Regions from separate parts of the Sus scrofa genome. Here all the other regions are linked to region 1. Evidence: chromatin contacts called from public Hi-C and targeted proximity ligation data. All regions are on one chromosome and are shown on one strand. The core of a region is the stretch at or near the end of the contact, and the rest is flanking DNA. Distances in the headings are between cores, read along the strand shown. Region 1 has its middle 110 kb from the start of TSPYL5. Region 2 overlaps CPQ (carboxypeptidase Q). Region 3 overlaps CPQ (carboxypeptidase Q). Region 4 overlaps CPQ (carboxypeptidase Q). Region 5 overlaps CPQ (carboxypeptidase Q).

Region 1 (5,374 bases), core at 1,854-4,353:
CTACAGATGAAGATGCTGAGGTCAATATGCACAAAGCCAGGAAAGGTTGGCATATGACCTAGAGCTGGCTTCTGGCCGTGTTCCAGGCAAGTTCCTACAGCTGCCTGGGTAAGGATGTCCTGCTGAGCTTCCTGGCTGTATGTGGCAGCTGGTGCTATATTTTCTGTGCTATCTAGTTTCTCCGCAGTCTACTTGTTTTCTAGGTACAAATCCTGCAGCCATGTCAAACCAGGGAGTAAGAGTAAGAGAGAGTATCCTTTAGTGAGCATGCCCAGGGCTCCTGCAATATATGGGCCTCTGGGACAGAGAGGTAGAAAAGTCAAGGTCCCTGGACTCACGGATTTCACAGTCTGGTGGGGTAGACAGACAATTAAACAGACTATTCCAATATAGGCAACATATGCTATTATAACAAGTACAAAATAGCACTTAATTTGTACCAGGCACTGTTCTTAGCACTTTTCACACATTTTTCTCATTTAATCTTTACAACAATCCCATGGCTAGTTGTGGTTAACATTTCACAGTCAAGAAAATGGAGGCACCAAGAGGCTACACATCTTGGCTATCTGTAAGTGAGAGAGTCAGGATTCTGAGTCTGGACAGTTGGGCCCCCATCCTGCCCCTGTAACCAAGCTGCTCTGTGGCCTCTGTCTGGAGGGAGGCAAACATGGAGAACTGTGAGAGCACAGAGGAAAGACTCTCCACCAGGCAGTGAGGGGCCTTTCTGGAAAAGAAAGCTATCAAGTTGGGTGAACCGAGCCATAGAACCCACCAGCCCATGAGTGGACCAGACATGGATTGGAGGAAAATAAAGATGTAGGCACATCAGAAGCTATGCGTTTTTGGAGTTCCCATCGTGGCTCAGTGGTTAATGAATCCGACTAGGAACCATGAGGTTGTGGGTTCGATCCCTCGCCTTGCTCAGTGGGTTAAGGATCCAGCTTTGCCATGAGCTGTGGTGTAGGCTGGTGGTTACAGCTCTGATTCGACTCCTGGCCTGGGAAACTCCATGTGCCGTGGGAGCAGCCCAAGAAATGGCAAAAAGACAAAAAAAAAAAAAAAAAAAAAAAAAAAAGCTATGCATTGTGGTTGGAAGCAAGAAGCCGGAAACGTGGCAACAAAATTGTGTCTTATGAACACCAGACAGAATGGCACAGGAAGACGAAAAAATGGGATCTGTAGCCCCAAATCATATATATATATTAAAAACGCATGCACACAAAACAATAATATATGTTAAATAAAAACACATGTAAATGGAGTGTATCCTAACAACCAGAGTAGAATGGCTGCCTCTGGGGACGAGAGGAGAACACAAGTAGAGAAGATGAAATAAAACATGAGAAATACGATGATGATAATGTACCATGAACTGAAGAGAATAAAAGTCAGTCTTGGGCTCTCAAAAGAGACCGGAGCCCAAGGAGCTCCCTTCCCTAAGAGCGTTTGCTAAAGTTCACCTCTTCCTTTCTCCTTCCACGTGCTGTAGCAGGAACACCAGGTTGCCGCCTCCAGGGTGATCCCACCCCCTTCACTCTTTGATTGGTTCAGGGATGGGCACCTAACTCAAGTTCAGCCAATCAATTCACATCCTTTTATAGACGGCTATAGTGTCCAATAGAGGCATGATAATGGGAGGGTTAAGGGCAAACTGGAGCCAAAGGAGGTTCACGTACTTGTCCCCCACCACTAGCCACGTGACCTTGAGCTAGGTAATCCTCTGAATACCTAGAATTTCTTGTCTGTAAAATGAGAAAATAGAATACCTAACTTATGGGATTGTGTGAAGATTTAATGAGTGAATGGAATGCATGTACAGTGCTTAGAACAGTGCCCCATAGCAGGGCTCAATAAACATTGGCCATGATTGTTTCCTAGGAACTCGGGAATTGGGAGACTAAAGAAAGGGCTTTATCTGGGTAGCTGATCAGTATGCCAAGGAGTAAGTCACTTCCCGTTGTGTGGTGCATCCTCATTATTTTATCCCTCTGGGCATAGATAGATCATTTTATGTAATACTTGTGAGGTGGAAAATGTTGGGAAGTGTGGCTGAGCAGGAAAGAGTTTCCGGTTTAATTCCTGAAGCCTCACTATAGGAAAACCTTGAGTTCACATGATACCTCCTGCCTCCCCCCGACACCCTTTGGGATTTTTTTTTTCTTTTTTCTTTTTCTTTTTTTTTTTTTGTGAAGTTAGTTTAACTGTATTCCTCTCACTTACCTAGGGAATCCCGATCAAGAGGGTCATAGAACACTGAAGACGCCAAAGCTCAGCCTCTTAACTCATTTCCACACATAGTAACTTCCTAACTTTGAGAGTCACTCTCATGTACTGATGACTGAGTTAAAACCTCTCAAAAACAGGTTCAAAATCATATATCCTTTTTATGATTGAGGCCATGATCAAGCCTCAAGTTCACACAAATAGTAACCTAGGAACCTCAGCACACTGGATTTTACACAGAATTTTCTGACGTAACGACACATTTGTGACCGCATGAGCTTTAAATGTGTTGCTAAAAGAATCAGTTCCACCCTCACTCATTTATCTTCATTCTGGTAAAGTTCTATTTACCATTTCCTAATAGAAGGTTTATACAACTGCTTTGAAAATAATCATTTTCAGTTTTTGGAGAAGTTGGTGAAGGCTTTATTGGGAAATCAAACTTTTCTATCAACAGATAAATGATGGATTTAAATTTCCTAGGACAAAAGTACCTGGAAGAGAATGTGAAAGTGTCAGAGGAAGGATGAACAAACAGAAAAGCTTCCCTGACCTTTGAAACTCAGAGAATAGTCAACAAACTGATTTAGGCAATTTCACTGCTTTGAAGGCTTTCAAAGAAGACTGATTCCTGTTTGTTCAGCCACGATTTGGAAGTGCAAAGATCAGGGACATCAAAAGCTTTATCTGAGCTTGTAAATGTGTTTGTGAAATCGCTAATATGCCATGGAGGGATTTCTCAGAGATTTGTATTGTGGCAGTTTTTATCTATGTCAGTTTGGCAGGTGCCATCTGATCGAGTGAGTGGCCCTTCCGGAGTGCCAAACGCCTTCCGAACCCTTCCAGAGAGAAAGGAAAACCAGCCATTTCCTGTGACTGGGAGTCAGAGGTAGCTGAAGGGGTCTGTAATGACTTCCTGAGGATGTTTAGTCAATCACTACTGTGGTTAAAAGCTTTTGCGTGTTACTCCCAAATTCCTCATTTATTCACCCCTCCGCCTTTTCCCACTTGGTTTGTTTTCTGTGTCTGTGACTCTATTTCTATTTTGTAAATAAGTTCATTTGTATCATTTTGAGGGGAGTAACAAATACACACTACCATATATAAAATAGGCGAAGACCTACTGTAGAGCTCAGGGAACGATCCTCAATATTTTGTAATAACCTATGTGGGGGAGTTCCCGTCATGGTTCAGTGGTTAGCGAATCTGACTAGGAACCATGAGGTTGCGGGTTTGATCCCTGGCCTTGCTCAGTGGGTTAAGGATCCGGCGTTGCTGTGAGCTGTGGTGTAGGTTGCAGACGTGGCTCAGATCCTGAGTTGCCGTGGCTCCAGCGTAGGCCGGAGGCTACAGCTCTGATTCGACCCCTAGCCTGGGAACCTCCATATGCTACAGGAGCAGCCCAAGGGAAAAAAAAAATGTAATAACCTATATGGGAAAAGAATCTGAAAGAGAATATATATATATATATTCTCTTGCTATACACCTCAAACTAACACTACATTGTAAATCAACTATATTTTAATAAAAAATAAATTTCAAAATGATCTGGCTTTATATATGATAATAACAAAAAGCTTTCGCCTGAACCTTATAGTGTACACTTCCCAAGTAGCTGTATTAAATCTTCAGAATCTTAAAGATGTTCCCGTGCAATAGGATGTACGACTTCAATAAAGTGTGCCTGGAGGAGTCAGTCCAGGACTGGTAGCGTACTCTACAGGGTCAAGGACTCAAAGTCCTTTCTGTTTGCGTCTCTGCTGGGCGTGCTTCCATCCCCAAGTTCACTTCATGGTCCAAGTCTGCTGCTGCTGCTTCAACCTTCCAACAAGAAAGGGGGTGGGAGGAGACAGGCATGCCTCTCCCTACCCACTCCCCCCTCAGCTCTGGTTAAGGAGACTTCTTGGAAGTTTCTCATGCCACTTCTGGTTACAATCCATTAGCTAGAACTTAGTTGCCTAGCTACATCCTAAAGTGGGGTGGACGATATCATTTAGCTAAGATTTAGGGGGCCTGCTACTATTAACAAACAAACAAACAAAAAAGTTAGAATGGATTTTGAAGGACAATTAGCTACCTCTGCCCCATAATCCTTCAGGACTCAGCTCAAATGTCCCCTCTTTAGAGAGACCGTCTGAGTTCATCCTCTCAATAGCAGACTTTCCTCCCGTTCTATCACAGAACTTGTGATAGAACGATCACAGGTTTTACTTTTTATGGCCTTGCTCCTCCACTAGAACAAAATTCCTTTAGTCTAGAAACCTTAGCTGTCTTACGGCTCACCTCTCTATTCCCAGTGCCTCCCAGTGCCCGGCACCCAGCAGAAACCTCATAACATGCGTGATGAATAAGAAATCATGAATGAGAGCCCTTACAGAGAAAACGTGGCATTGAGGTTAGACATATAAGCTCTGAGGCTGGGCAGCCCTGATTAAAATCTTGCCTCCCTTCTTAGGTAATAATAATGTGACTGTGGGCAAGTGACTGACCTTGTCTAAGTCTTGACTCCTCTACTTGTAAAAATGGAGGGGAAAGCTTATGGTGGGATGGAAAGAATTCCTACATGTGAAGTGCTTCCCTCTCCGCCTATTGGAGAGCAAACACAATAATTTTATACACGAGCATCAAAGTAAGTTTTAGTTGGGTTATTATTGGGATCTATCCAGTCTGAAGACTCAAAGGAGGCTTCTTGGAAGAAGGGGCCTTAGAGATGGACAGGCAGGAGTTAACTAGTCAAGGAAAGCGGTGAGGAAGACTTCATTGGGAGAAGGAAGGACACGTGCAGAGGTCCTGGGGCAGGAGGGAGGATGTCCGAAATACTAGAATGAAAGCCAGTGTGGCCAGGGTGAAGAGAGGAAGAGCAGTATAGACACAGAGATGAGGAAGGAAGACAGGGCTAGAACATGCAGGACTTTCATCGTGTGAACTTGATCCCAAGTGCAAAGAGAAGTTACCAAAGGGCGCCACACAGGCGGATGCCCAATCAGATTGGTAATGCATAATAACATCCTGGCTGCAGTGTATGGAGGGGTTTGTCACATGAGGGTAACTTCTGTGCATGAGACATCTACCGTATTCACACTTTCAAACCCAAGTCTGCCCCACCAAACATTTGGGAGGTTTGGATGAGGAGAGCGGAGGGCAGCAG
Region 2 (5,132 bases), core at 177-2,676, 190 kb after region 1:
CAAAAATAAACTCAATATGGCTTAAAGACTTAAACATAAGACAAGACACCATAAAACTCCTAGAGGAGAACATAGACAAAACATTCTCTGACATCATCCCCCATACAAATGCTTCCTTAGGTCAATCTCCCAAGGCAACAGAAATAAAAACAAAAATAAACAAATGGGACCTACTCAAACTTACACACTTTTGCACAGCAAAGGAAACCATAAAAAAACACAAAAAGACAACCTACGGTATGAGATAAAATACTTTCAAATGATGCACAGACAAGGGCTTAATCTCTGAAATATACAAACAACTTACACAACTCAACAACAAAAAAAACCAACAACCCAATTGAAAAATGGGCAAAAGACCTGAATAGACATTTCTCCAAAGAAGGCATACTGATGGCCAACAGACACATGACACATGAAAAAATGCTCAACATCACTAATTATTAGAGAAATGCAAATCAAAACTACTATGAGGTACCACCTCACACAGGTCAAAATGGCCATCATTAACAAATCAACAAATAAAAAGTGCTGGAGAGGGTGTGGAGAAAAGGGTACGCTCCATGACTGCTGGTGGGAATGTAAATTGGTACAACTAGTGTGGAACACAGTATGGAGGTACCTCAGAAAACTAAATATAGAACTACCATATGATCCAGCAATCCCACTCCTGGGCATATACCCAGATAAAACTTTCACTGAAAAAGATACATGCACCCCTATGTTCTAGCAGCACTATTCACAGTAGCCAAGACATGGAAACAACCTAAATGTCCATCAATGGATGAATGGATTAAGAAGATGTGGTATATATACACAATGGAATACTACTTAGCCATAAAAAACAAAATGCCATTTGCAGCAACATGGATGGAACCAGAGACTCTCATACTAAGTGAAGTAAGTCAGAAAGAGAAAGAAATATACCATATAATATCACATATCTGGAATCTAATACATGGCACAAATGAACTTATCTTCAGAAAGGAAACAAACTCATAGACTTTGAGAACAGACTTGTGGTTGCCAAGGGGGAGAGAGAGGGGGAGGGAGTTGGATGGACAGGGAGTTTGGGCTTAATAAACGCCAAATATTGAATTGGAGTGGATAAAAATGAGATCCTGCTGTATAGCACAGGGAACTAAGCCACTTGTGATAGAATATGATGGAGGATAGTGAGAAAAAGAATGTGTGTGTGTGTGTGTGTGTGTGTGTGTGTATACACATAAAATATATAGTTAGGTCACTTTGTTGTACAGCAGAAATTGGCAGAACATTATAAATTAAGTATGATAAAAAAATTTTTTTAAAGTTTCCCATTCCTGACTCATTGTACTTCTAATGGGGAGAGGACAGAAGCCTGCCTTCCATCCCCATCCCTGGGCTGAGAAACACACTATTGTTGTGGTCTGTGCACATGAATCAGAAGAAGAATTTCTTCACCCAAAGCAGGGTGAAGAGAAAGAAGAGTTTCTTGAGCTAAGAGATGCTGCTTGTGCAGGAGGATGACTTTCTGATGGGAAGGGAGAGCAGACCCAGGGCATGTGGTCCTGTCTGTTTTTATAGCCCAGGAGAGACGAGAGGTCTTATGATACATCTGCTGACCTCCTGATTGGCTGGGAAAAGATAGGCTCTTCCTATCCACTTGCTGGTTAGTTGGGGGTGTACATTGCCCCTATAGGGGAGGACTGAGGAGTGGGCCACATACTTTTCCTAGTAGGGGGCAAGAAGAGGAGGCCAGGTTGCCAAGGTTGGGGAAGGGACATTACAATGCTTGGTCAGAGGCTTTGAATTTCATCTCCTTGAAGAGGCCTTGAGGCCCCACAACTACCTCTCTTAGTGGCATTTACTTCCTTCACATGTGTTCTCCCAAGACTTGAAATATGGTAGAGAATCAACAAATCTACAGTTGATTTGTTTTTATTTAGTAACAAAACTTGACTCAGAATCAAGCTAGTTCAGTTCCTTAAGATATTCATTTTTGTGATCATAACACAATAAAAACAAATTTCCAATTAATTCCTTTGACTTTTACAATTTAGTCACATAAACCCATGAAAGACATTTACTCTCAGAGTTCCCTGGTGGTCTAGTGGTTAAAGATTTGGTGTTTTCATTGCTGTGGCTCGGGTTGGTGCTTTGGCTCGGGTTCAGTCTCTGACCCAGGAACCTCCGCATGTTTATTCTCTACTAAATATGATGTAACTCCCTTTCTCTCAAATGATGAGTATAAACAACCAACACATTAAAAAAAGATTAACCTTCTGAACTCTTTGAAGGTCAGAACCATAGAGAGCTATAGGTAAGAAATTAGGACCAGAAATAAAATCACATCTCAAAGTAAATCATGAGACTTTAACATGGCACAGCAAATTCACATCTTCATGAGCCTCCTCTGTTCCAAACATGTGGCAATTAGAGATGAAATATAAACAGGGAGAACCAAAAGGTTGTAATTTGGCTCCAAAAAACCAGATAAACATCCCTGTGGACTAGAAATGGATTAGAATCACAAGGCAATGAGTAGATCTGAAGCCAGGGCTGCAGGGCGCCAGATGAGGAAGCCAGCCATGATTGCTGGGCACTCTGTTCCTATACGGAGACAGAATTTAAAGTTCAGAATTTAAAATTCACTTCACTGGAGATAGGAGAATCTAAGCCAGACTAACTGTATGAAAGCGAGCAAGAGGGTGGAGCTCAAGAGAGGTGGCTGGAAACAAAAGGAACATGCCAGGAGGTAAAGCTTTATGAAACATTTGAGCCTGTGCAGGAGAACTGGACAAAGACACGAATCTGAACGAGGCACTGAATCAAGCCTCCCACTAGCTTCGTTAACAGAATACACGATCCTCGTTATCACCATTAGCAAGGGTGGCTGATACAGTAAAACCTAGTTCTGGGCTGGCAATGTCACGGGGCAGGTGAAAGCAATCAAAACCTCGGAATGGGGGTGGGCAGGAAGAAAGAAATGAACCCAGAGGGAGAGAAGGCAATACAAACAATAATACAAGCTGAATTTATTTTCTTTTATTTCATTTCAGTTCAGTTCAGTTTTTTTAGGGCATGGCACATGGAGGTTCCCAGGCTAGGAGTCAAATCAGAGCCATAGCTGCTGGCCACAGCCACAGCCATAGCAATTTGGGATATGAGCCATGTCTGCAACCTACACCACAGCTCACAGCAATGCTCGATCCTTAACCCACTGAGCAGGGCCAGGGATCGAACCTGCATCCTCATGGATACTAGTTGGGTTCATTACTGCTGAGCCACAAGAGGAACTCCCCAAGCTGAATTTTAAAACTTCCTACTCAGAATGAGTCAGCAAACCCAAGTTCCAAAATACTTGGAGGAATATAGTGCTAAAAATGTCCATGAAATCAACAACTGAAATAAAATCTCCATTGCAGATTGAATTAATTTATGGAAAGACTGTATAACAATTTTTAAAAATTATACTTAGGTGCCCAAAGGACTAATTTTCTAGAAAAAGAAAAATCACCAAAATTGACTCAAGAAGAAGTAGAAAACCTGGAAATATCAATAAGCCTTAGGAAATCCAATCAAAAAATCAAAGTACTCTCCTTCTCTCTCACACACACCAAGCCACCAGACTCCAGAGGTTTTATAAGTGAGTTTCACCCAATTAAAACGAATAGAACATCCTCAAATGTAGCCAAATGATTTATCAAGCTTTTTCACTGATAACCAAAACCAGGACAGTAAAATAAATTTAGACCAAATTTTTTTGTGAATACAATCCAAAATTATTAAACAAATTATTAAACATGGTTCAAAACTTCCTCCTTTTTTTGTCTTTTATTTTAAACTTCCTCATCCAATTAAAATTTTTATTTTATTTTATTTTATTTTATTTTTTTGTCTCTCTGGGGCTGCACTCGCGGCATATGGAGGTTCCCAGGCTAGGGGTCGAATCAGAGCTGTAGCCGCCAGCCTACTCCAGAGACACAGCAATGCGGGATCTGAGCCACGTCTTTGACCTACACCACGGCTCACGGCAACACCAGATCCTTAACCCACTGAGCGAGGCCAGGGATCAAACCCACAACCTCATGGTTCCTAGTCGGATTTGTTAACCTCTGAGCCATGATGGGAACTCCCCTCCTCCAATTTTAATAGGTAAAATGAGAAAATAGACTATAAAGCTTTGGTCCAAAATGTGAAATAGATAAGTTGGTGATTCTCTAAGAAAAAATAAAATCCATACTAATTCTGTTTATACACATGGAAGGTTCTGTAGATTTGTTCACACAGATATGGCATCTGGAATGGTCAATTCCAGGTTGTTGCCTAAAGATTAAAGAATTATGCTGAGCAGAAAATGAGCACACTAATTCATTTACTCCTGCTTCACTACCCACATCTGTAAAGCCTAGTAGCACGGTCCCCTAGCACCACAGTTTACTTATCTTTATTTTATATATACACTATTTTAGTTCGTGAAATATTCAACAATGTAAAAATACCCTAGAGCAACAATAACCAAACAGAAATACAGGACTGTGTTCCATTCTGCCTTCTGTACCAGATAGGAGCCCTGAAGCACTAAGGGTCTGCCCTGCCCGATGGCTTCTTAGGAAATGAGGCTTCGGCATAGACTTGTTAGCACTCATGCCATGTGTCAAAAGAAACCAGCCCTGCTTCCATGGTTACAAGTAATTATATCAGGATCAGCTCCTAAAGTAACACAGGTAATCCAGACAGGAGAGAAGCACACCTTTGACCTGGGTTTGCTCCAAAACCTACTCAAGAGAGGTGAGTTGCCTTGGATGGTGATAAGCTAGGGGGACACAGAGAGAGGGACAAGGGAGGGAGGGTCTCCTGCACCCAACAGGGCTCATCTTAGTTTATCATTAAGCCTATCCCATAATACAGTCTTCAAAGTATAGGGACCATTAATTACTGTAAAGGTAAGAGACAAATTACATATCTCCCATCCCTATGTCCTTGTACGTGTGCAGTAAATCATTAAACCCCAGGTTTAGGTTAATCTAGGCATATTCTAGCCCTTCTATGCTCCTTCATTTCTCTCTCTGTCTACCTATCTATCCATTAATCTAAATATATTTATCATATGCTATATTGCTCTGGAGAAAAGTCTTCAACCTTATTTC
Region 3 (5,183 bases), core at 2,146-4,645, 140 kb after region 1:
TGCCTAAGAGTACACCACTGGTAAGTGGCTGAGCTAGGACTCTAATTCAGGGCTGTGTCTCATGCCCAATCCAAGCTCTTAACCACATCTGGCTACTGTCCTCCCAAGCGATGAGCTTCATGGAAAGATCTGACCAGTCCTGTGCAACCTCTGCCTTCTTCCCTCTTTTTTAAGGTAAAACTGTCCCATTAGAGAATATTCGCTAACAAAGCTACTGTATTTGTCCCGTTACTCAGGAGTCCACATTAGCACCTTCAAATTCCATCTAAATCTGTCCAATTTGAAGAGACAGAGCAGCAAGAACATGGCCCATAGACAGTTGGAGAAATGTGTTTGGTCAGTAGGGGTGAGAATCAGGACCAATGCGAAGAAAGACATTTCCTAGGCTGATGGAAATAAGCAGTCAAGCCCTAGGACTTCAGGAGCTGAACAACACTTGATATCCAGATTTATGGCAACAGAAATGGCAAAAGTCTTGGGTCCAAGAATCATCACCAACTTAAAATAACCAGGAGGAGACAGAGAAAGAGAATACCTTATCTTGCTCATGGGTTGCTGAAGACTCACTTGCATTTGGGGGACCTGAGCTCCAGAAATATTCAAATGACATCTAAAAAACCATAAGCCTAGCACCCAGTCAGACACATTGAAAAAATGTATCTCCTGCACATAAAAATCAGAAGGCTTCTCAAATACAGAAAATACGACTGTCAAGGTTATTGTGAAAAATAAGCTCTAAGTGTAAATATATTTATTTTTGTTGTCAACACTAAGTCCTATTGGAAAACAAAAACTCACAAGCACAGTATAAGGGCTCTAAGTATTCAGAAAAAAAGTGTTGTTTTTTTTTAAGCATCAAAGTTTCACTGTTTCTACAGAGGGAGATTATAGCAGAAGGAGAGTCACAGTTGCATTCAGGGAGATCTGGAGGGAGGGCAGAAAGCTGATCGAGGAGGGGACTGGTGGAGAGTGACTCCATCCTAGTGAAAAGTATTTACAGCTCCACTGCTGCTGTGTTAGAGACAGCTGGTCAGCTGTGCAGGGGGTGAGGCTGGCGGAGAGAGGAGAGCAGGATTTACCGGGTATTAACCACAGTGCCAGACACCGTGCTAAGTTCTTGCCAGACATTATCTCACTTAATTTTCACAGCAGTGCTATGGTACCTGGGAGTATTATAATCCCTGAGGCTGATAGCCTCAAGTTACAGCTAAGAAACAAAGGCTCAAAGAACGTAACTGCCTTGCACTGGGTCGCAGAGCTGCTAAGTGCTAGAGGCTGGATATGAACCCATTGTCTGTGCCTTGTCAACTGGACCACCCCGATCAAGACTCTCTCTTATTTTGAGACTGTTTTCTGACATATGAAAGACAGAAATAATTCAGGACAAATACTAAAGGCAAAGATGGGTCACTGGGGCCTGAACTTCAAGGTCATGAGGAAATAACTGAGCTGCTCTCTGGTGTGTGTTTCACTGAGTCGGCCACGCACGGAGTCAGCAGTGTTAAGTCACAGGTATCATTGCCCTGGAGGACCAGGCCTGTTTTCACATCTTCCTAGTGACTTCTACGAGGTCCCCACCTTCTAACCTCTCCTCAAGTTTCCAGGGCAACCTTCCTCAGAATAACAGGTTTGAGATACACAGAAAGTGTGGGGAAGGAAAGAGGCTGGACAAAGGCAGACACAAAGCATAACAGCAAGTCAAAGAGCACCAGCCCATTGCTTGCAGGAATCACTGAAATGGCACAAATCATATTGTCAGCTGCAGGCTCTGAGCCACTACTGTGCCTATTCTCTCCCTATGCACTACACACGGTGCTCTGAGAAAAGTGCTCAACATTCATTATAACTTAGCAGGGCTTGGTTTAATGCATGGATGAGCAAATGCATGGACAAAAGAACAAGAGAAAGAAGAAAACTAATCAAGAATTAAGAAAATCCAGAAAGCAAAATGACTAGGACACAGTGATATAGAGATGACATAGACATTCTCAAGTCCCATTGCAAGAGACAAAAAACAGATGGTAACCTGTGTTTCTTTCTAAAGAATACACAGAATAAAGAACATCCTTTTTCCCCCCCAGGAGTTAAAAAATTCCTTAAATAAAAACTGATGACTATAAATAGCACTGTCACAAACCCAAGATGCTCTTGGGTTACTCCGAACCTCCCAGCCCCTCCTGCCAACACCAAACCACACTCAGTCCTAAGATCCTGCATCCATCCTCTATGACAAGGAAGAATCAGATGTGACATGGAGGAGATGAGGTGGAAAGTGTCTGGACCAAGCAGAGAGAATGCTGGAATTTGTCAGAGACTCCAAGAATCCATAGATGCAGGTGTCCACCTGGCCTGGTTCTCTGAGGCCTCAGAAGGTGCATCGTGGTTGCTAAGGACCAGAACAGAGTCTGTGCAGATGGAGGGCAAGTGCTCAGGGGCTAATCTTTGGGGCCCAAGCAGCAGGCCATGTGAGGTTGCCAGGGCACGGGGGCTAGGAGGCTTCTGGCTGGACAGTAAAGAGATGTTGTGCACAGGGTTGGATGGGGTCCAAAGCCAGGGCTGCTGCTCAGACCTGAGAGCCAACCAGGTCAGCAAAGTGACATAGTGAATCCATTACAAGGATGTAACGTACAGCCCAGAGCATAGAGTCAATATTTCATAATAACTTTGTATGGACCGTATTCGAGAAATCTATCATATTACCATGCTGCCCACCTGAAACAGAAACCAGACAGACTTCTGCAGTGTCATGCTGACCCTGATGTGGACAGAAGAACACTAACCAGAGAATAGAGACGTTTGCTAATGAGGTTATGTAAGGAAAGCTAGCATTTCCTGAGTGCCTACTATTCTGTGCTAAGGCAGTCTGCTAAGCACTTCAGGTGCTTTAGTTCCTTTCACTGTTCTCCACTGATCCTCACAGTAACATAAGGCTGCAGGTATTATTAGTTTCCTATTTTACAGATCAGGAAACTGAGGTTTAGGGAAGTGCATGAAGCAACTCGCTCATGGTCACATATATAACAATAGCAGAAGCAGAACTTGAATCCAGGCCCAGAGCCCACAGTTTAAGCCTGCTTGTGGGCCCCTCAGCGAGCCCACGGGGCCGGGGGGGCTGACTCACGTGGGGATTAAGGAAGCAGCACAGGCATCTGATGAAGATGATGACATGATATCATCAGACAAACACTGATAAGACCCCAAGAAGAATAATATGCTCTCAGCCAGTCACGAAACTGAAAAGTGAGGAAGCCAGTCCAGGAGAAGAGCCACGCTCTTGGCACTAGGACCATGCTGGCAGCAACTTGCAGGTACATTTGTACACATTTGTACAGGCTGACTGTCTAGAATGTCCAAGCATAAATCAACACAGTATTACAGAGTTGACCGGGCTATCGATCTCAGCTTCCCAGTTCTTCTTGGCCTGACTCACTATCATGTTGCTTAAAGCTATTTCTGGGTACTGGGGAATCCATGGCACAAAGCATCAAATTGTTCTGGGCAACTAACTTTGTCTTTAGAGTCTTCAGATGACAACTGGCAATAAAGAGGTTTTAAAAAAATATCCACATGCCAGGTCATCTCCTGAAGGCCTGGACCCCACAAGGACCTAAGGAGGGAGGATGGTTCATTACCCACCACCCAGCCACCCAGGCGTTCAAGGGCACTGTGTGATAACCATGCTGATTTATTCCATTTTTCAGCCTTGAACCTGGGGTACTTTGAGTCAGCTGCCTAATCTAAGCCAGAGTCTTACTGTTCCAGCATTTAACTCACAGCACCAAAGCAAATCTCTCTGTACCAAACAGACCACGGGCATTAGATGGTAAATAAACAAGACTCATTCCAGTGTTGCGCAGCCCACGTCTTTATACTATTAAAACTTGCTTCATCCCCCTGAGGTTCCCGAAGAAGAAAGACAGCCTGTTCTTTATTACAAGCAATAACAATTTCTCTTCCCATCTAGAAAACGCATGTCATTGCCCAGAATGAAGGTTCCCTCAAGAATTAGATCACCTTAGACTGAAAAGCATAACTGTGTTCTGGCTGCCTGAGAAATCTCAATCCACTTTGAAAACAGATACGCATTTGTCATTTTCGACATGGTTCTCTGCTTGGGCTTTTGAGCAAGTAAAGGATTTTTTTCTAAGCACAGCGAGGACTCCGATTTTGGTATGCTAATCATTATCTTCCATTACCAGGCTACAGACACTGTCAGTTTTGAAAACAGCCTCTCTATGGAAAATAAAATATGAGTCAGGAGGCAAGCAAGTTCTCGGTGGCATCCATGTGTCATTTTATTCTCGGCACCACCTGTGGCATTTCTGCAAGGGCGGGGGGGGGGACCCGCTTTCATCAGCTGCCAGTGGGAAGACACTAGCTCTGAAAAAATTTTTTGGCTGAAAAAATACTACACAGTTTTGGTCAAAACAGTCAGATGCCCAAAATTAAGCCACACAGAAAACTGTTGTGTAAAAGTCCAAATGAAGTAGAAAATTCTGTCTCTCCTTATCCGAGTCCCATCATTCCAGAACCAGCTGTTACAGACATCTGTATACTTGGGGTGCATCTGGTGTTCTACCAAAGAAACTCTTCAAACAAACTTTGTTGGCAGGGGAGGAAGAATCAGGATGGGGAGCAGGAATGTGCTTTTTAATGACCAAGGCTGAATACACTTTCCTCTGGTTTTCTTTTATGTTTCTTCATAAAGCATTTTTCATGCTTTCCTGCTACTTTGCAGTGGCGCTTTTTTTTTTTTTTCTAATAGACTTAGGTTGCCAAATGAAGAAAGCATCTCTGCCCCCATGTTCTCTTTTTAGTTGAAAGACAAGTTTCAACTATTCCACGCAGGGGAATGAGCCAGCAACCTGCCACTGAAGTCAGGTAACAAAAGGCTCCCTTCAGAGCCTGTCAGTTTCCAGGCCTGGCTGCTCTGCCAGCAGATAAGTCCGTTGCCTGCACACCTGGGTCTTCCTGGGCTGCCAGCATCGCACATCAGGGATCCAGCCACCATATTTACATTTTAATAAGTATTTTGTTCTTATTACTTTTTCTTGTTTGTTCCCAGGGGTTCTAAGAAAGGGAGAGAAATAATCGTAACCAACTCATATGGGGTAGAAGCAACTACATTTGGCTGAGCTGCAATTTGGTCTAAGGAATCAGAGCTGGGATTCTGCAAGCAGGAC
Region 4 (5,126 bases), core at 1,564-4,063, 170 kb after region 1:
TGCTTATATTTAATGCTTCTCTAAAAAGATGTTTCACATATATCTCACATTGCAACGACCATGTAGTACTGCTAATTCTAATTTTTGCCCCTTGTGTAGGCTTGAAAACTTAAAATTCCAACTTCACAGAAAATGGTAAAGTTGGAAGAATTTTGGGATGGATGGTGGTTTATTATTTATGTGCCAAATGCACATTTTGAAGCATAACATCTTTGGCCATAGGCTTTGTCCACTGACACCAGAACATTCCATGAAATGACATTTCAAATAAACAGTTTCATGTCCAGTAAACCACAAACACAAAAAAGCATTCAACAGCATTTCACAGCAAATAGCCTTCTGTTGACAGTTACTTAGGAATGACTGATTTTATTTGCAAAGCACAGATACCTCTTCTGTTAGATTAACTGAATATGGTTTTAGCTGATGGCTTGGGCAAAAGAGTGAATCTACAATGAGTAGTGAAAGAAGTGAACAAAGGGGAAGAGACGTGAAGGATGACTCTTAGAACAATATTCCTAAATATCAGAAAGTCCCACTGGACCAACACTTCAAATTAACAAGCCCCACTGAGGGACTTTGACATGCATTCTGCATGACATATTGTCCAAGGAACAGCAGCCAAAAGGAGTCTCACTTTTCTTGGAAAAATAGATTGCCATAGAGAGTTCATATGTCACCAACCAAATAGTTTGGGCTCAATGTAATTAAGTAATATAATTATGAACCCATTTTGTGGCCTCTAGCCCAAAGTCCTATTTCTTACTCAAGTATGTCAGAAGTTTCATCTAGAATGCATATGTCTATGTCAGATCTAGTTTTTCATATTAAAACACATGGACAATCTACAAAAAGAACTTGACAATCTAATTCTAATTTTAAAATTAAAGAGTAAGACTTAGTGAGTGCAATCGCAGGATATGAGGTATCTCGTGGGTTCTGTGCATTCAGCGTAAGTAGGAAGTGGAAGCAGGAAGTGTGCACTTAGCGAGTAGGAAGTGGAAGCAGGAAGTGACCAGGAGAAATTCAGACTCTTACAAATTTAGTATGAAAGTGGAAAACAAGTGAAGGAGGTCAGTGGATTTCCATCATACAAGGGGTGGTGACTTAAATAATAAAGGGAAAGGATATATAGGGATATCATAGCAGCTGGCCCTGGAGTTATATCAGTACAACTAATACATTGAGTTAGAAGGCAAAGCAATCACTAAGTGGGTGGGAGTTAAAAATATAGATGTATTATATATATAATATATATTATATACACACATTTCATATATATACATACATATATAATACATATAATCCTCTCCTACATAAAAAATATGGTACTGTCAGAGTCATGCTTAGTAAATGACAAAAGTTAAAATTTATGGAGTATTAGGATTGGGTTAGGCACTGTTTTAATTATTAAGGGAATTGATTATTTAATTTTCAAATCAACATTATGAGATAGGAACTATTATTACCTCCAATTCACAGATGAGAAAACAGCCACAAAAAGGCAAAGTAACCTGCTTAAGACCACCTGCTACTAAATTGCAGAGCTGGGATTTGAACCCAGACAGTCTGGTTTCAGAGGTTTTGTTTTGCTTTTTTTTTTTTTTACAGTATGCCATGCTGCCTCTTAACACCTACTCAAAAGAAATATTCCTCTTTATTTTAGAGTTTTATTCATGTTTATATAGCTTTTCAGAACGCTATCGGAGAGTTAAGCCCTGAATTGATGGAGACAGATTACTAGCTATCAAAAGCAACTGAAGTCAATGTACTTTCAGAGCTGGAAAAAGATACTCAATTCACCTTTGCATGCTGTTTGACATTTACTCATGCAATTGAATTCAACTCAATTAACAGTGATTTAGGGTCCCATGCTGAGTACTAAAGAAGTAAGATTCCAAGCCTAGAGAGGCACAATTTTTATTCCAATCTAGAGTGGATAAAATACTCTGGAAGCTAGCAGTTGAACAGAAATGGAGAAAACAAAGTCCAGGGAGTTCAAATGACCTTCCAGGGGCCAAAAAAGTAATTTGTGGCATAGAATGACCTAAAAATCCCACTGAGATGGGTCCAGCTCTCCTTTTACACTACCACTCTGCCTGCAGTCAAGCTGGTGGGAACCCATTAAAATAAAATTAACTTTCAAATAAATATCTGTGTCCTAGGAAGAGGAAAATGGTACCTGCCTGCTTCATCTCTAGGGCCCACTTCATTCTGGAATGAAGTTATGACAGAGAGAACAGATAGCCACAGGAATACTTTTTTTAAAGGGAGAGGAGGAAAGAATTCACATACAGAGTCTCCCAGATCTTCCCTGAAGGACTGAGTGTTTTTCGGTTTTATTTGGTGGACAATGGCTCTCGTGCAAACCTTACCCAATTCTACAAGCAGACTTGTTATCATGCCTTTAGTAATAACTATGTGTGTAGGTACATATGTACGTCTCCAACTATATTCTCAGTCTAAGGGCCTGAAGAACAGAGGACATGCTTCTGTACACCCAGCTTTTAAAAGCGCTTTCAAATAGTAGCTGTTCAGTATGGTACTGATGCTAAACTTGCAAGGATAGACAAGGTAAGGCTTCCCATTAGTTTGTCTTATTTTCTTACAAAGTGACCCTAAATTCAGGTTTCTCCGAGATTTTTCTTAGTTTGCTTTTGTGGGGCAATTTTACATGCTACCCTCTCCACCCACCACCTGCCAGGGGACATTCGGTAATGTCTGGAGACATTTTTGGTTGTCACAACCGGGAGGGGGCGGGGGAATGGTGCTCCTGGCATCTAGTAGGTACAGGTCATGGATGCTGCTAAACAGCTTCCAATGCAAGGGACAGATTTCACAACAAAGGATTATCTGGCCCAAATGTCAAGTAATGCCAAAGCTGAGAGACACTGGCCTATTTAGAAGTTAAAAAAAAAAAAATGCATAACCACCTTTCCATTTCTCCATGTTTAAAACACTAGCGGAGTTCCTGTCGTGGCGCAGTGGTTGATGAATCCGACTAGGAACCACGAGGTTGTGGGTTTGATCCCTGGCCTTGCTCAGTGGGTTAAGGATCTGGCGTTGCCGCAAGCTGTGGTGTAGGTCGCAGACTTGGCTCGGATCCTGTGTTGCCGTGGCTCTGGTGTAGGCTGGCGGCTACAGCTCCAATTCAACCCCTAGCATGGGAACCTCCGTATGCCGCGGGAAGTGGCCCTAGAAAAGGCAAAAAGACTAAATAAATAAATAAATAAAACACTAGTAAGATATGAATAAAAATGATGCTCTAAAGATTTGCCCCAAGACAATTTCAGCCGTCTACTGTTCAGAGAAACAATTATTTAAAGGGCTGATTTAGGATTAGAAAGGTTCATTAGAAGTCAAAGGAAAAGCATGAATTTAAACGCATGTGTACTTAAGGAAGCAGTGTAAACCTTTCACTAAAGGGAAGGTTCTGATCTTTACTACACTGGAAACTGAGGTTACTCTACAGTTACAATTTAAAATATTCCGTTGAGGAGGCAGGTTCAAAACCACCACTGGTCTGTTCAGACGTGGAACTCTCATTTCAGGTTGTTTCGTTATTTCCCATCTCACTCAAAATCCACCTTTCGACCAGCACACAAAGAGGAAAGGTATGGGGTTTTTTTGTTGGCAATAGGATCATCAGAATAAACTGCTTTCCCAAATAGCCCTTCCTTCTCATGGCTGTCCATCTTTCTTTCCCACGTCTAGGTTAACCTGGAAGGTTCCATTTTTCATCCTAGCTTCCTTATCGCAGCCAAAGGAATCATTCCTCCAGGACTGCTTTGCTCTCCTTGACTTCCGTCATGGAAAGACGACAGCAGCAAAGCTATGCTAACAGCTTGAAGATGTCTGGAAAGATAAACAAGGACAAGGAAGCGGGGGAGCTGCTGATTTTTCTTTGCACTTGGTTATGACTTTCTTACAAAGTCTCCAGCTGATGCGGTTGCATTTGCTACAGTTTTATTTGCTTGTTCATTTTCCCTAGTGGCTGATCATCTTTGCTACTTTGGATATCCAGCAGACACTTGAATAAAATTTTCTTTCTTTAAGGGGACAAATGAGTTCTTTTCTGAGAATCAACTGACAAAAAACACACCGGCCTCAAAAGGACCTTTGAACATTCCACAGTAACTAATCTGTTGAGTATTGTGTGTGTTGAGTTAAACATGTCACCACTGCCACCCTCACACATTGGTTAACGACTTTCTAAATATTTACCAAGATCTTTAATAAGCGAGAGTGCTTCCCATGATATAAAGGCTCCACCACCATCATCCATGGCACCCTGCCCGACGTCCCAGCTGTCCAGATGTCCACTGACCAGTACGACCTAGAACAAATAATAAAAAGAGGGAAAAAAAAGCTAAGCAGAAATGACATCAAAGAAGAGGCATTCATAGGCACTCCAAATACAGAAATGAAGCTTTTATATTTTCTTTTCTATTTTTATGTCTTAAAAGATCTATATCATTAGTAGCATAAACATGGTACACAGGCATTTACATAAAGGGTATAAGATCATTGTAATAGTAATAAAATATCCCACCTTGTCCCTCTCTTTATTAATATAATTTTAGGTCCTAAAGAAAAATGGTTTATTACTGATGGATGTTTGACAACGTCATTAGAGTGCTTAAAACCTAAATGACATAAAAATGGATCTCAAAATCTTAACCATATTCTCAACTGTCTCAAATTCCAGCAGACAAATAATAAACATGTGTTAAATTGCATTCAAGTGAAAAAGTGAGAACGGTAATTAATTTTTTTTAATTATTGTGCTTTTTCAAGGAGACTAAATTTTATAGACATCTTTTAAACAAAGTAAAAACCAAGTAAAATGATGCTGGGTTAACAGGTTATCCACATTGAAAGTATGTCTCTTGATCTCTAGATAATGCAATATATAAATATCAAGTCACATAAATTGCAAATTTAAATAAAGATGTTAGAGGAAATCTTAGAACAGCTCTGTCACTGGCAATAGGCAAAGGTTTCTTAAACTGGGCACAAAAAGTGCAAGCTATAAAAGAAAAGAATAATAAATTGGACTTTTAAAATATTAGGAATACTTGTTCATCAAAAGACTCCACTGAGGAGTGAAAAGGCAACTCACAGAG
Region 5 (5,018 bases), core at 962-3,461, 220 kb after region 1:
ATTTCTTGGGGGACAGCACATTAAAAATGTACTCTCTCCAAACACCCAGACCATGGGTTTAATTGCATAGGTACTGATGATTCAATGACTCAGGTTCATATTTTGCAGTTTCCTTATACTTTGTTGCATCATAATTTTTTTTAAGTTGAAAGTACAGTTTATTAGGCAAACATACTGAGGACCTAAGCCCAAGACACAGCCTCAGATAGCTCTGAGGGACTATTCTGAGGAAGTAAGGGGGGAGCATTTACCTTATGGCATCTCAAGTTGAATTTCTATATATGGGAAGCACTTTCTGTATATGGGAAGATGCAAAAGTTTGGGCTCACTAAAGGTAGTCCTTTGATATGCACCTTGACTACACAGGGCCAGGATCCTGTGTTTTCCATGTTGCATCATAATCGTAACAATTTCAGTTTAATATTAATGTGTTACTTTTAACCTTCAGATTAGAATGCTGATTTCCAGAGAGATGATCTATAAACAAATAAACAAAAAAAATCAAGTGAGGATAATATAGAATCCAAGGGAAGAAAGGCTAAAAGAAAGTCAACCTGGTTGAGTATGCCCTGTGCCACTAAGCTGTTTGGTATGATTTTGATGGAGAAGTCCTGTCCCCACAGCTGAGTCAGGGCTAAGATGCATCCAGTGGCAATAACACCTGGAGATCTTGTCCAAAAGTCTGCAGCCTACTACTTTCTACTTACTTCTGGCCAAAGAAAGATAGGCCTGCTCTGGGAGAGGCTGGGAGAGACAGCACTTTGAACTCCACTATCCCCATAAGGAATTTATTCTCCCTGAGACAGATGGACATGGACTGAGGAGAGGGGTCAATGGTAAGAAGCAGTCTCCATTGCAGAGCCCTGCCACTACTGCAATTGTGAAGGTCAGCTAACTTTATGGGATGTATCATCCAATCGAGCATCAGAGGCCTGTTCTGACCCTGCCTTGGACACTGAGCCCTCTGCACCCCGTGCAGTGGTCTCATCAAGACCAATCACGGACACATTCACCTAAACAAATTGGCTTTTCAAGTGTATTGTGATCTGTGATAAGTATTCACCTAAGAGCCCTTTCTGTACTGGAGATCACTGTAAGGAATTTGGTTAAAATTATTATCGATCAGTAGTATCATTCTATTTAAGCAGAAAAGGATGAAATACATAGAAGCCTTTCAGGCTCGGAGGGACATGGGTTTGAAAGTTGTAATATATTTTTACTTCTTTTTAAACCAAACAAAACCCTATTACATAAGGTCATGAGGAACAGGAAAATAATGGATTATCTCTGCCTCATGTTTCGGCCACTAGTCAGTTTCCAATCCTGTTTGGCAGCTCAGGCTGAGTACATGGAATTCACAGCGGTCTATCCCCTTCCAAAAGGAAAAATAGAAACAAATTAGAGGGTTAATCCTTGCAGTCTGATGAACTCCCACTGTCCGAATCACATGCTGCTGAACAAACAGATTTAAAGGCTCTGTTTGCAAAAAGCATTTTGATTATCACCCAAAGCTGTTTTTTTTTTTTCCTCCAAACCCTCTACTTATGTCATCTTGTAAAACAGACAGTTGGGAAAGTATTAAGGGTTGATCCTGGTTAGGAAGAATGGGTTGTCATAGTTACTGTTTTATAAATATGGGCTCTGGACCAATTCCAATGCTGATCATAGTTAGGAAACATCTTTCTAATTAGATGGCCAGAGAATTAAAGTTACAGACTCTGCTGTCAAACAAGAATAACAAAGGTTTCTTAAATTAAAAAAAAATTAATTTAAAAATATGACGACCAAAATTATTGCTACTCTTAGGAAAGAAATAGGAGCATTTTCCATTTCTGGCAGTAAAATTTTTGGTGAAAAAAATATAAAACACAAAAACTTCTTTTCAATTGGAGCCTAAAAATAATAGGAAAGAAATCCCAAATCAAAGTTGCTACTTGAATGTCCCCTTCCTGCCTAGTTACTTTGTCCCCCAAGATATTTCCATAGAGGAATAAACTGTTACAACTTTAATTATGAATGCCTATGACAATACACTAAGATGGCATAAGACTAGTTCTATCAGATTGCTGACTATATTATTTTGAGGCACGCTTTTTCAAATTTCCATAGGCCTGTTTCTGAGAATGAAGAAGAATGCTGAGAGTTTAACTTGCGGGTGGGGGACGGTGTATTTTCAGCTCAGCAATGATGCAATAATGTAAGCTCACAGAAAGGAGAACCCTCTTGCCTCAAGAGCCAGCTGTGTTCTGTTCAGCCACATCCCTCCATGCCGAGCGCGTTGACCCCTGCCTACTTTAGAAACTGAGATCCAAACCCACGGCTCCTAACAGGTGCTCCACATGAACTTATGGAAGGAATAAACAAGTAAAAAGTTGATCTAAGCACATGGAATGGCTTTCCAAATAAAACACACCAATAGACATGTCGCTATTACGTGCTTCATGTTCAGTGGGACAGTGACAGCAAACTGAAAGGCACTAGATGCTGGAGGCTGAGTCCTAAGTAAAAATACACTCTTTGGATTTGGCAAAGTTTGCTGTTTGCTTCACCCCAGTGTTAGGCAGAAATCCGCAGTCACCCATGGTAACCTGCCAGTGGTAACGTATCAAAACTCTCTTCTACCAAATCTGGTGCCTAAACTACAAAAGAAGAGGCAGGTGCACACGCTACACTCATGGTAACGGGGAGAGAAAAGAGGAGACTGAAATCAAGTAGCCTGGCTTCAAATTCCGCCCGCCCTCTGAGCAGCTCTGTGTTTGTATGGACTCTCTGACCCCAAATGCTTCTTCTGAGAAATGGAGTAAATAATAACACTTATTTTATAGGACTGGGTGAGGTTCAAATGAGGTGTGTGGTAAGTGCTTTATAAACTACAAGGAATAACATAAAATCAGAAAGTCCCAAGTGAATTTTGCTCCTCAGTGCCAAGAGTGTTAGTCTGATGAGGCCACCGTCGCACAATACCACCGAGTAGCTGGCTTCACCAACAGAAATTTATTTTCTCACAGGCTGTGAGGTTAAGGTCAAGGTGCCAGCAGGTCTGGTTCCTCCTGAGGCCAATTTCCTTGGCTTGCGGATGGCCTCCTTCTCTGTCTCTTCACACGACTGTCCCTATGTGAGCAGGCACCCCTGGTGTCTCTCCGTGTGCCCCAAACTCTTCTTATTATAAGACATCAATTAGATTGGGGGTCAAAATCAGGCCTCATTTGAACTTAATCACCCCTTTAAAGGCCCTGTTTCCAAATACAGTCACCTTGTGAGGTACTGGGGTGTAAGGACCTCAATGGCGTCGGGTGGCGGGGAGGGGCAGAATTTAGCCCATGACACCAACTCCATATGTTTTAATAGAAAAATGTGATGAGAGGATGAGATACTGAAACCACACTGAAGGCTGATCTGCTGACTAATTAGCAGAATGCCAGAGTTAAATGATAGCATTTGGAGAGAACAATATATTATAATTGTTAAGAAAACAGGTCCATTACCAAATAACACATTTATTTACACCGATGGCCTCACAACATTAACAGCTAAATGGAGTAGCTAATGAACTTTAGATCATAAGAAATGATTCGTATAGCTGCTCTTTTCCTTGGCTGCTGGAACACAATCTTTCAATTTAACAGGGCTCAGTGAAGAAAAGTACCGCTGCTTTCCGAGACTGCTGAATTTTCTATGCCCAATCCCAATCCCTCCCCAATGTTTCTCACTAAACTTTTTCAGGTTATTTTAGACAACCATCCAATACTTACTTGGCATTATATTAACTGTGATGATCGATAACAACAAATATAGATACTATTTATTAATAGCTTGCTACATGTCAGCTATTACGCTATGTGTCTTATTGTCTTATTTATTTGCGGTATATGGAGGTTCCCAGGCTAGGGGTCGAATTGGAACTTCAGCCGCTGGACTATGCCACAGCCACAGCCATGCAGAATCTGAGCCACGTCTGAGACCTATTCCACAGCTCACAGCAATGCCAGATCCTTAACCCGGTAAGCAAGGCCAGGAACTGAACCTGCGTCTTCGTGGTTACTTGCCAGCTTCGCTTCCACTGAGCCATGACAGGAAGGAACTCCATGCTACACATTTTATATGCATTACCTACCTTGTTTTATCCTCACACAACCCTCATTATCCCAACTTTAATGTGGAGAAACTGAGGCTCAGAGAAGTTAATAACTTGCCCATTTAGTCAGTGAAGGAGCTAGGATTCAAACTCAGCTATGGCTAACTCCAGAGCCCATAATTACTTAATGATCTCATGTGGCTTTCTTACTGTAACCCTAACTGGACTTCTAAGTTAATTTTGTTGCTGAAGTTATTCTTTCTAAAGCTTAGCCCACACCAACATCACAGCAAATCTACACAAAAGTGATACTAAAATATGAGTGATGCCTCTAGTTAGAAAAATCCAGTTCTTTTGGGAATCTCCCAAATTATAATATCCTCAATTTCCTAGAATTCTTCCAAGTCACCCAAGAATACCTCTGAGAAGCAGCACAGTTTGAAGGCACAAATCTGATTTTAAATTTGGGAATGTGAGATTTTAGTACATCCCAACATTATCTCTTAACTTCTCAAATGGTTCTTGAGCAACTTAAATGGTTCTTGAGCCGTGCCTATTCACAGTTAATATGGCAAACACAGAATTGCTCACTTATTCTTAGATTCAATAAGCAGGTATCGAGTATACCAAGCAGATTCAGACCAGCGCAAGGCTCATGGTACACACTGAGTGGGATGTGGTCCCTGCCCTGGGCTCACAGTCTAGTGGGGAAAATGAATGGATGCATTGCAAGAGGGTGTGATGTGTGCCCTGACAAATACAGTCAGAATGCCACTGAAGCCAAGAACAAAGTAATCTGCTTTGCTTGGAGAATTCAGGGGTACCTTTTCCAAAGAGACAGCATGAGCTGAGGCTAGAGCGGGTCTTAGAAAATGTAGATCAAGCATGAGACTTCTTGTTTAAGTTGGGGTTCCCATTCTACTCAAAATCACTCCCCCCTCAA

What was found. Hi-C and Micro-C count contacts between places; a contact is called where the count stands out from the background.
Region 2: a contact with region 1 is called in a targeted proximity ligation map of alveolar macrophages. A contact is called at or near these places in 1 of 47 Hi-C or Micro-C datasets (embryonic fibroblasts) and 1 of 2 datasets of targeted methods (alveolar macrophages).
Region 3: a Hi-C map of liver shows a contact between it and region 1, with 2.1 times the contacts expected there. A contact is called at or near these places in 2 of 47 Hi-C or Micro-C datasets (liver and skeletal muscle) and 1 of 2 datasets of targeted methods (alveolar macrophages).
Region 4: a Hi-C map of liver shows a contact between it and region 1, with 4 times the contacts expected there. A contact is called at or near these places in 1 of 5 promoter capture datasets (liver), 6 of 47 Hi-C or Micro-C datasets (embryonic fibroblasts, liver and skeletal muscle) and 1 of 2 datasets of targeted methods (alveolar macrophages).
Region 5: a contact with region 1 is called in a targeted proximity ligation map of alveolar macrophages. A contact is called at or near these places in 1 of 47 Hi-C or Micro-C datasets (liver) and 1 of 2 datasets of targeted methods (alveolar macrophages).

What each region holds. Positions count from the first base shown.
Region 1 is chr4:39,471,113-39,476,486 of Sscrofa11.1, forward strand. No RefSeq gene overlaps it. Among named protein-coding and RNA genes, the nearest start is that of TSPYL5, 110 kb to the left of the region's middle.
Region 2 is chr4:39,660,770-39,665,901 of Sscrofa11.1, forward strand. All of the region lies in intron 3 of CPQ (carboxypeptidase Q), which reads right to left. LOC106510014 (a long non-coding RNA gene) reads left to right here and starts at 4,804. Exons shown (of 3, transcript XR_002343196.1): 1 at 4,804-5,132.
Region 3 is chr4:39,609,711-39,614,893 of Sscrofa11.1, forward strand. All of the region lies in intron 5 of CPQ (carboxypeptidase Q), which reads right to left. Among named protein-coding and RNA genes, the nearest start is that of CPQ, 240 kb to the right of the region's middle.
Region 4 is chr4:39,638,693-39,643,818 of Sscrofa11.1, forward strand. CPQ (carboxypeptidase Q) reads right to left here. Exons shown (of 8, transcript NM_001243691.1): 4 at 4,225-4,336. Among named protein-coding and RNA genes, the nearest start is that of CPQ, 210 kb to the right of the region's middle.
Region 5 is chr4:39,689,155-39,694,172 of Sscrofa11.1, forward strand. The region is part of intron 3 of CPQ (carboxypeptidase Q); the gene reads right to left. Among named protein-coding and RNA genes, the nearest start is that of CPQ, 160 kb to the right of the region's middle.